Regions from separate parts of the Hordeum vulgare genome. Here region 2 is linked to region 1. The links are chromatin contacts, called in public Hi-C maps. All regions are on one chromosome and are shown on one strand. The core of a region is the stretch at or near the end of the contact, and the rest is flanking DNA. Distances in the headings are between cores, read along the strand shown. Region 1 holds the start of LOC123449489 (photosynthetic NDH subunit of subcomplex B 2, chloroplastic). Region 2 holds the start of LOC123449495 (early nodulin-75-like).

What was found. A called contact is a pair of places that touch in the nucleus more often than the background predicts.
Region 2: a Hi-C map of leaf shows a contact between it and region 1, with 2.2 times the contacts expected there. The contact joins the promoter of LOC123449495 here to the promoter of LOC123449489 in region 1. A contact is called at or near these places in 2 of 6 Hi-C or Micro-C datasets (leaf and seedling).

Annotation. Positions count from the first base shown.
Region 1 is chr4H:556,138,805-556,143,601 of MorexV3_pseudomolecules_assembly, reverse strand. It overlaps LOC123449489 (photosynthetic NDH subunit of subcomplex B 2, chloroplastic), which reads left to right and starts at 1,539. Exons shown (of 2, transcript XM_045126730.1): 1 at 1,539-2,656; 2 at 2,732-3,127. The coding sequence starts at 1,766. The coding sequence ends at 2,926. It overlaps TRNAL-CAA (a tRNA gene), which reads right to left and starts at 920; the gene lies at 837-920. LOC123449488 (DEAD-box ATP-dependent RNA helicase 38) reads right to left here. Exons shown (of 7, transcript XM_045126729.1): 5 at 4,088-4,489; 6 at 3,907-4,018; 7 at 3,024-3,468. The coding sequence ends at 3,317.
Region 2 is chr4H:556,889,580-556,894,410 of MorexV3_pseudomolecules_assembly, reverse strand. LOC123449495 (early nodulin-75-like) reads right to left here and starts at 2,929. Exons shown (of 3, transcript XM_045126736.1): 1 at 2,149-2,929. The coding sequence starts at 2,864.

The DNA of each region.
Region 1 (4,797 bases), core at 290-2,789:
ATTTTTTCTATAGAACCCCTATCCGTTAGAATTCCAAGGCGGCCTTACGTTTATCTTCCGGGGGAGTTGGCAAGACAGGGCTACAATCTGTAGCCAGAAGCTCTACCAGACTCAGGAGCATCCTGCCACCACCACAAGTCTCTTGGGACGACTAACATGCACCTTGTCAGTCTCGTATGGTTGTGATACAAGCGGAGGGTATATACCCACCCCCGCTCTTGTTTTGACCTCTTCGAAAATATAAAGCTTTCTTTGGTTGGAGAGGCTCTAGCCATTGCATCCAAGACAAGAAATAACAAAAAAATATACACATCACCACTAAGCCAGCAGCTAGGTAACAATTGCTTGGTTGTTTAATGTAGCTGAACGATTAAGACTCCCGGTAGGTACGTATAGCTTTCAGCGGCGGGAGGAGAGAAGATATCGCGTGGAAGTTTCTCGGAAACATGTACACGGGGCCAAAGTATTAGGAAGCAGTAGTATATTCAGGGAGTCCAATTGGAGCGGAGAAATCAGGACGGTGCAGTAGTCTGAGATGCGTGAAGAAGAGGTTGGCGCGCCGCGGCGCCCCCTACGAGTTCATCCACGACCACGAGGACCTCAACAGCAAGAGCAGAGCACAAACCCCGTCCACCGGAAGCTGCCGGTGCTCCTCCACGAGTCGCTCGCCGTCGCCCACCCATGTTAAATTTCGAAGTGCAAGAAGCGGAAGGTCCCAGTGCTCCTCCACGAGTCGCTCCACCCATGGTAAATTTCGAGGTGCAAGAAGAGAGAGAAAATATGGTTACGAAGTGGTGCAAATGTTGTCAAACCACTGAGGCTAATAGAAAAATCATTGTCAGAAGTGGGGTTTGAACCCACGCCCTCGTTAGAGGACCAGAACTTGAGTCTGGCGCCTTAGACCACTCGGCCATCCTGACTTGTGTGCCCTATTGTGGATTACTCTCCTAGTAAAGGTTAAGATACAACTTCGCACCACCCCAACATTGCGTAAGTTGAAGTATTTATAGTGCACCAACGGGAATTGGTTTTGAAGGCCGAGCTTCGTGGAGGCCTCCAAATGCAAAATTCACGAAAATTCATATTTTTATGTTTATTTTTTTTGAAGAAAATACAGAGATAGATGAAAGCATAATGCAGTGTGTAAATTTTCAGGATGAAATACGTTGAAAATGAGGTCTGCGCAAAGAAAAAAATTTCGGGTTTTCTTGACATAAGGTACTGTTCATCCTCCCAAACCAAGAATTTATCTTTTTTCTGTATAGATCGTATTTCAACGTATTTTATTTTAAAATTTTACACAGACACGCTGGTGTTACTTATGCAGATCTTTTCAGAGCTTTCTTAAAACCGAATTTTTCGAATTTCGTTTTTCTCCCCGAAAATTCGGCCTAGGGAGATCCAAAACGCCATTCTCTGCTAGTGCACAACAACTTATTCAGCAGACATATCACTGTAAATATATCGAGATCCTTTCACGCAAGTAAACTCCTCACCATGTGAACAAATTCAGAATAGAAAACACCAAAACCTGAACCATACATGCTTCTGAATTGCAAGACCAAAAAGATCATCGCACGCTCGTTCCTGTCGTAGATACTGCTATGTACCTTGGCAGGCTCTCATTCGCAGCAGAGCAAGGAGAGGACACGGACAAGGGCAAAGGAGAAACCACCACCTATCCTGAAGCCGCTGGATATGAGGCTGCAGTGACACACGATCGGCCTTGAGCCTCCGCTAGCTATCACTCACCTCCAGCGCTCCGATGGCCGCCGCCTCCTTCCTCCCCCTCCACCTCCCGGCCTCCCCCAGGCCGGCCACCGTGGCCGCGAGGGCAGCCTCCGGCGTCGCGTCGACGGTGCCCGCGCAGGCGTCGCAGCTGGAGGAGGCGTTCGGCCGGAAGGGCCTCCGGTTCGGGACCGACGCCACGGGCGCGCCCACGGCGGAGCTGAGTGTGCGCAACGGCAGCTCGCTGCAGCTGCGGCTCAACGACGGGCTGGTCACCTCCTACCGGCCCAAGGTGTCCTGGGAGGGCGGTGACGGCTGCCGGGAGCTGCTCCACACCGTGGTCGGCGCCGGCGCCGGCGCCGTCAGGGGCGGCGTCGGGCTGGTGCTCAACGAGGCGGCCTCCTCGTCGTCGTCGTCGTCGTCGCTGCTCGGCGCGTCGGAGTGGTCCGTGGCGGACGTGGACTCGGACTCGTACGACGCGGTGCAGGTGGAGCTCGGGTGCGTGGCCAGCAAGCTGGAGGTGTCGTACGTGGTGACGCTGTACCCGCTGAGCATGGCGACGGCGGTGATCGTCAAGAACAACGGCGCCAGGCCCGTGGAGCTGACGGCCGCCGTGCTGAGCCACATCAAGTTCGACAAGAGGCGCGGCACGGCCGTGGAGGGGCTCCGCGGCTGCCCCTACTGCTCCCACCCGCCGCCGGCGTCCGGGTTCGCGCTGCTCACCCCCGCCGAGGCCATGAAGCGGGAGGAGTCCGGCTGGTTCGGCGGCGGCGGCGGCGAGGAGCCCCGGCAGGGCGCCTGGACCGTGGAGGAGAACCTCTACACCATCCTCAAGAAGAAGGTGAGCAGGGTGTACGCGGCGCCGCCGGAGGAGAGGAAGAAGCGCATCTACAACACCGCGCCCTCCAAGTTCACCACCATCGACCAGGTTAGCTCGTCTCTTGGATGAATGATCGTCGTCATTCATCGATCAATTTGCCCACTGATGATATGGTTTGTGCAGTCTAGCGGGCTGGGGTTCAGGCTGGTGAGGATGGGGTTCGAGGACATGTACCTGGGCAGCCCAGGAGGAATGTACGACAAGTTCGGCAACGACTACTTCCTCTGCACCGGGCCGGCGTCCATCCTCGTGCCCGTCGTCGTCGGCCCCGGCGAGGAGTGGAGGGGGGCGCAGGTCATCGAGCACGACAACTTGTAACTCTTTTTCTGGGGGTGCCAACAGAGTTGCACGAGAAATCATGTACATTCTCACACATGGGGGATGAATCTTGTAACCACCCATTGCGATCTATATGTACACATGCAGTAGATTACTTGCACATTCCCGGTACAAGTGTAACATACAGATGAATTCTCAAGAAGATTACATGGGCACGGGCGTGTGAAGAAGACTCGAAAACCTCAAAAGGAAGTTATGCTTTTGAAAATAACAAGCATAAGAATGTACACTCTCCCTGATAGAATTCACTGTATCGGCTCAACATAATCCACATAACTCCAGACACAATCATCTGTTGGTACTACAAAAGAACCAAGTGGTGCTGGTGGCAACATAATCACCGTAAGCGCCACCTATTTCTGAGAATGTTTACTCGAGTAAACCCGCATCCTTGAGAGCAGTCTCAAAATTGTCCTCGCTTTTCCAGTTGGGGACCTCGGGCACTTTGTGCTGGAAGTAGTCCTCGATCTTTGTCATCACAACTTCATCAGTTTGACCACATAGCAGGTTGAACACGGCTCCTGTCACCACCAAAAAATAATGTGTCAAACTGACAAATCATGAAAAACATATATCAATTTACAGTCTCCAGAAATAAGAAATCACAACCTCTCAAGAAACAATGAAAATGAACAAACAGACATGACTCCATAATCATCAAACAATGGTCACAGGTTCTATCTTGTCCTGATAAAGGAAGCCAAAAATCCTACTCGCAGAAGACTGGTTCTGCCAACAAGTTCAACCTTAGGCTAGGACAAACAAGCATTAGTCTTGACTAACTGTAGCGTTCTTGGGCTTGACTAACTGTAGCATGCTTGCTTATCAATGATAACAGGTTCAATCTGCCATTATCCCCAAGCCATTTAAATTCCTACCGACACCGTTAATGTCTGTCACGGTGTTGACCAATATGCTTACAATGGTGTATGTACATAGACTGATAGACATAAATTTACCTTTTCGGCCAAATCGCCCAGCTCTGCCGATTCTGTGCAGGTACACCTCATAATCAGGTTCATCTCTCGTGTTATACTTGATTGGCATGTCGTAGTTGATGACCAGGTTAACCTTTCAAAGGAAGAGTGTTAGAAGGATAATTTTAACTGGTGTGTCGAAATAGCACGGCGCGCATGGTACCTGTGCTTGGTCAAAACCACGAGCAAGAACATCAGTTGATATAAGAACCTTGGTGTACCCATCTTTGAATTCCTGAATTACTTTTTCCCTCTCTGCTTGGTCAAGGGATCCTTGAATTGAGGAGCACACATAGTCCTCTTTTGTCAAAGCATTATGTACATTCTTAGTACTATTTCTTGTTCTCACAAAGATGATAACCTGTCCAACCTTTTGCCCAAACTCAAAGATCTTGTCCCTTATAACCTCTATTTTGGCCGCCTCATCAGGGACTCGGACTTTATATTGCTTTACTTTTTCCAAAGTAAGATCTTCCTTCTTCACAAATATTTGGTTTCCGTCCTTAATGACCCTTGTAACAAATTCCTTCACTTTCTCATTGAAGGTCGCAGAGAAGAGAAGCACCTGTTTTAAATAGAATTAAAATAAGTAAAAGAGGCACCATATGGAAACAGAAACAATCACATCTAACCAAGAATTTAGAATTTATATAGCCAAGACTAGTTGCATGGAATTACGCCGACAGTTACAAGCATCACAAAAGGTTATCCAGCACATGGACAAGGCTAGTTGAGGACTGAAAGTATATCAACACCATCAATGATGAACTTGAAAAAACTAGGGCGATAACAGCAGCGGATTGGCTATAAGAATATGATAATAGGAGTGCCCAAATGTGCATTAACCAATTACATAGAACATACCATAGTATA
Region 2 (4,831 bases), core at 1,680-4,179, 750 kb before region 1:
GAAATTCTAACTTTCAGGCAGCCATGGCATATTTATATTTATTTATTTCTCGTTTTTCTGTTTCTAACTCTATATTACATGGCATATTTATTTTTATTTTTATATATACTTGTCATGTCCCCGATGGGCTGTTTTTGGAAAATGCCGTATCCCGTGTCCCCGTATGCGTGTCGCCGTGTCCGTGTCGCCGTATCCGTGCTTTTTAGAATGGTGCCATATCAGTAGGGTGCTGAGTAGGGATAAATAGCCAAATATTTCAGTTAATCGGCCGATAGATCACCTAATCGCCTATTCGGTGACCCACCGAGTAGTGATTAACTGACCGATATGCCGACTAATTGACCGATATTTGGAACAATGAAACTCACCTGCTAAGTTGTATCAAGCTACTGGTCATAGTTTTCACAGCCAAGCCAGGGACTGGTCAGGCTCTCAAGTTCATCGGTTCATGGTCGAACAACTAGTTCGTTGATTTGACCATTGTTCAAGAAAGTAGAAATAAGTCCCATTTTGGGTGTTACGCACCAAAGTAATCAGGTATAGTTGGTTAGTGGCGATGAAATTAAGACATCGCTAGGTGAGGTCGTGGTTTCAAACCCCACCCACGCACTAATTGTTGGCGGAATATCAAAGAGGAGTCTGGTGGCACACTTGGGTGGTTTTCAGCGGAATATCAAAAGCGGAGTCCCCTGGCACACTTGGGTGGTTTGAATGCTCCTGATTTTTTCCAAGTTTAGCGCTGAAACAAACAGTCTTCTCCGGTTCATATGCTTAAATGGTAGTCTAACTGAACCAGTCGAGACAGGTCACCGGTTCCATGGTTTTCTAGCTGGACTGTCAGTCTAGTTTAGTTTTTAAAAACTATGCTCCTGACATGGCACAATCCAGCTCTAGGACAGTGGAAGATTTTCGAGAGGCATGACGGAGTAACATGAAGCTGTGCATGCGGCAGTGAACCAGTACAAGTTTGACACAATTCATGCACAGATGTGAGGCAAGCAACGTCAAGGCATGATGCAGACTGGTGCGATGAGGTCCGCTCCTACATGTGAATAGCTCAAACCATAGTTGACCGGCATGGCTGCAGTCAGACGAAACTGAGGCTAGTAAAATGCATCATACGCTGAGCTGTTTTGGGTAGTGGAATGGTACATTCCGGCTTGTACATGATTGCCATGTGTACGATCGGTTACAAACGATGTAAATTTACTCAAACAAATACTATTCGTAGCTATCAAACAAATACGTTAGTATCATATCTGTCTGAGCAGTATCGGCCAATATGTATAACTACTCAGCTGCAAGAAGTTAAACAGAATGTGCAGTGCATTTGTTGTTCCAGAACAGTCTACTAGCATGCTGAATCAGAAACATCACACAACAAGTAGCTCAGAACAACTGAAAGGAGAGTTATAACTTGAAGTTTCGCACTGATAGTCTAATAATAAATTTCAAATAACAACAGTATTAGGTCTAATATTATATGCCAAATTAGAAAAGAAAGCCTCACGGTTCTCTCTGATCACGAAAGTAAAATATCACTTTGCTCGGAGCTTCAGTGGGCGGAAAAGAGACAGCATGAAGCACATATGATATGTGTTAGCCACAGAGGCAAGCTCACAGAAACAAATAAAGGGCCTGATAGAATATGATGATACAGCTGCTCTCACCTGAAGAAATAAAAAATCAATAACGGAAACTAATTTCAGGAACCATAAAGGCACAGCACCTAGTAGCAGAGAGCAGAAAATCTATCAAGGTACTCCATCGAGTGCAGTTCAATTCCATGCCTGTATCAGATGAAATGAAGCAATAGCATAGCTACAATTCACCTGAAACTACTCCTACTTGTGCCAAGTAACACGAGATCTAGAGGAATGAACAGACTTATCGCACAGACCACATGTAGAATCTATGTTGATTGAGGGGCATAAAACCTAGGGTGCAATGTGTGTCTCTCCAGCTAGACATGCACATGATATTATCAGTATTGGTTTACGACGGTGAGGAAGACATAGCAAAGTCATATGAAGTCAAAACGTAAGAGCAAGCTCCACAATGGAAAGAAGCCAGCACAAAAAACTGAGTACAATATGTACAAGAATGCTTCCTAGTAAGGAAGTGACAAGCAAGGCGGGATCACCAAACCTGCCGCAGGGGAGACATTGGACGAGTCCGCCTTCAAGGTAGCTCCGCTTCTGGGCGGGATTCTCATTGAGCATCTTGGAGTACTTGAGGAACGCCTTCCTAAGCGCTTGCGGGTCGACCGGGGGCTGCTGCATCTGCGACGGTTGATGCGGCGGCGGCTCGAACCGGGGCTGCTTCGGGTGCCTGGAGAAGCCCTCCTCGGGGTCGGCGGGGTGCCTGCGCTTGTCGTGCGGCGGGAACTGCTGCTGCGGCGGTGGCTGGTGCGGCGGCCAGGCCTCGGGTCCGGCACGCGGGAAGTGCGGGAGCTGGGGAAAGGGGGCGGGCTCGAACGGGTAGTCGGGGGGCAGGGCGAAGTAGGTGCGCACGGTGCCGTCGGCCAGGTGCACGGTGCGGCGGTCGAGGTTGTTGAAGCCGTAGGGCGGCGGGGGAGGCGTCTCCACCCGCGGCTGCTGGTGCGGCGGCGGGCGGGCGGCGGCCACCGGGGACGCGGGGTTGCGGGGTTGCGGCGCGGAGGCGGGAGGAGCGGGGTGCCGCCTGGCGTTGGAGGCACGGTTGGGGCTCGGGGTGCGGCGGGAGGTGGACGCGGCCTTGTCTCCGGCGGGGCCGGAGGCGGAGCCGGCGGGCGGCGGGCCCCAGCGTGACTTGCGCGGCGCCATGCCGGCGGAGGGCTTGGCGGCGGAGGAGGGCTTGGAGGGGGGAGGGTTAGGTTTCTTCATCGCTCGCTAGGGATCGCGGCGGAATTTGGAATTTGGGGGATGGGATTCGCTTGGCGGTGGCGGAGGGATCGGAGGGGGGAGGATTAGGTCTCTCTTTTTATTTTCCTTTTTTACCCATTTTTCAGAATCCTTTTTACCTTCCTTTTTAGGCTAGAAGAATCATTTTAGGAAAACCTTTCGCACCGGCAGGCCTGCCGAATCTTTCGGACGGTCACTTCCTGGCATGACCTACTTTCTTCACGCAAGGTGCTGGCGCGTGGGACCCCACAACAGCCTTTTTGACGCAGCCCAGTTCCTTCATGCGGATGGTCGGCGAGCGCAGGCGATCGGGGGTCACGAGCGAGGGCGGTCGGCGGCAACTGCGATGAGCACGGGCGCCGTCATGGTCGGCCACACCGAAGCTGCAAACGGCCATGCCTCGAGCTGCAACCACCATGTCACGAGCTACAACCGACGAGCCTTGTTGTGTTTGGGCATGGTTGGAACCGGAGTTGGAATCGGAATTGGGCGGCACTCGGGGCTCGCAAACTTGTTGGAACTGACGGACGCATAGGTTACAACCATCACGATTTTTTGCTACAACCAATGAGCCTCAGTGCTACAACTTGCATCGGTTTTTCCTACAAACGATCACGACTAGACGATGACGATGATTTTTTGCTACAACCGTTGTTGGTTTTGCTACTATCGGTGACCAATTTTGCTGCATCGGTGACGATGGACGACACGACCGTCGGCATGGCGTGCTGCAACCAGGCAAGAGATGCAACCATCGGCACAAGAGCTGGATTCGCAGTCCAACGGAGCTGCAATGACGGTGAGGTGGAGCTGCAAGGCGACCCCTGTGGGTGGGATGTTGCAGTCGTTGTCCATCGAGCTGCAAGGGGCGGCCTCTTAATTTCTGGTATGATGCAACTGTGGACCGACGAAGCAAGATCGATGTTGGAACCAGTCCGACGTAGCACCGACGACGCTGCTTCCCGGAGTTGCAGCGGTCACCACCGGTAATGTTGGAACTGTCCATCAAGGAAGCTGTAAACGTCAGACAAGGAAGCTGCAACCACTTGACGGTGACAAAAGCACGGCGACTGATAATCCCCAGGTGCAAGGAATCATCGTAGCACTTTTCAAATATGAAAAGTGGTAAGTATGGAGTGTCGAATCTACAAGGAGCTAATGGTAAGATCAATATTTTCTCAAGTCCTATCTGTCACCGATGCAACTCTACATACATCGAATGTTTGCTTCTATCTAGTAACGAAAAATAAATTGTGTTGTGGGTATGGAGAGGATAGCTATGCATGATATTGGAGAACTAAAATATGAAAATAGTTGCTACACTAAATAGAGTTAGAATAAATGGGGAGGGTGCAATAATTATGGTATGGTGTGCGAAATCATCCTAGGCAATTGATAACAAGATCGGTAATCATTCTTGCAATTTTATATGAGGAAGAGGCATGAGCTAACATACTTTTTGTAAACTTATGATTGGATCTCTAGCAAGCATCTGCAACTACTATAAACCATTAAGGTAAACCCAACCATAGCATTAAACATCAAGTCCCATTTACTCCCATACGTAAACAACCCCCTTACTCGGGTGTAAGCTTCTCTCACTCTAGCCACCCGCTATAAACGAATCATGAACATATTGCAACACCATCCAACGTGAATCCTTCATGTGTGTGCCTCTCTGAAGGCACCTTAGGATAACGCCAAAATAGAACATACACTCAAACCAATCAAGATCATCAATCAACTCAAAGGACAACATAGATGTACTCAAACATCATATGATGGCAACACATCATTGGTTAATAATTGTGGCATGAAACACCATGTTCAAGTAGGGGATTACAGCGGGATGCGGGAGAGTGGACCGCTGAAAAGAGATGGAGAAGGTGATGAAGACAGTGATGTTGACTAACACGATCACCGCGGCGATGGCTCCCCCGACGGCACTC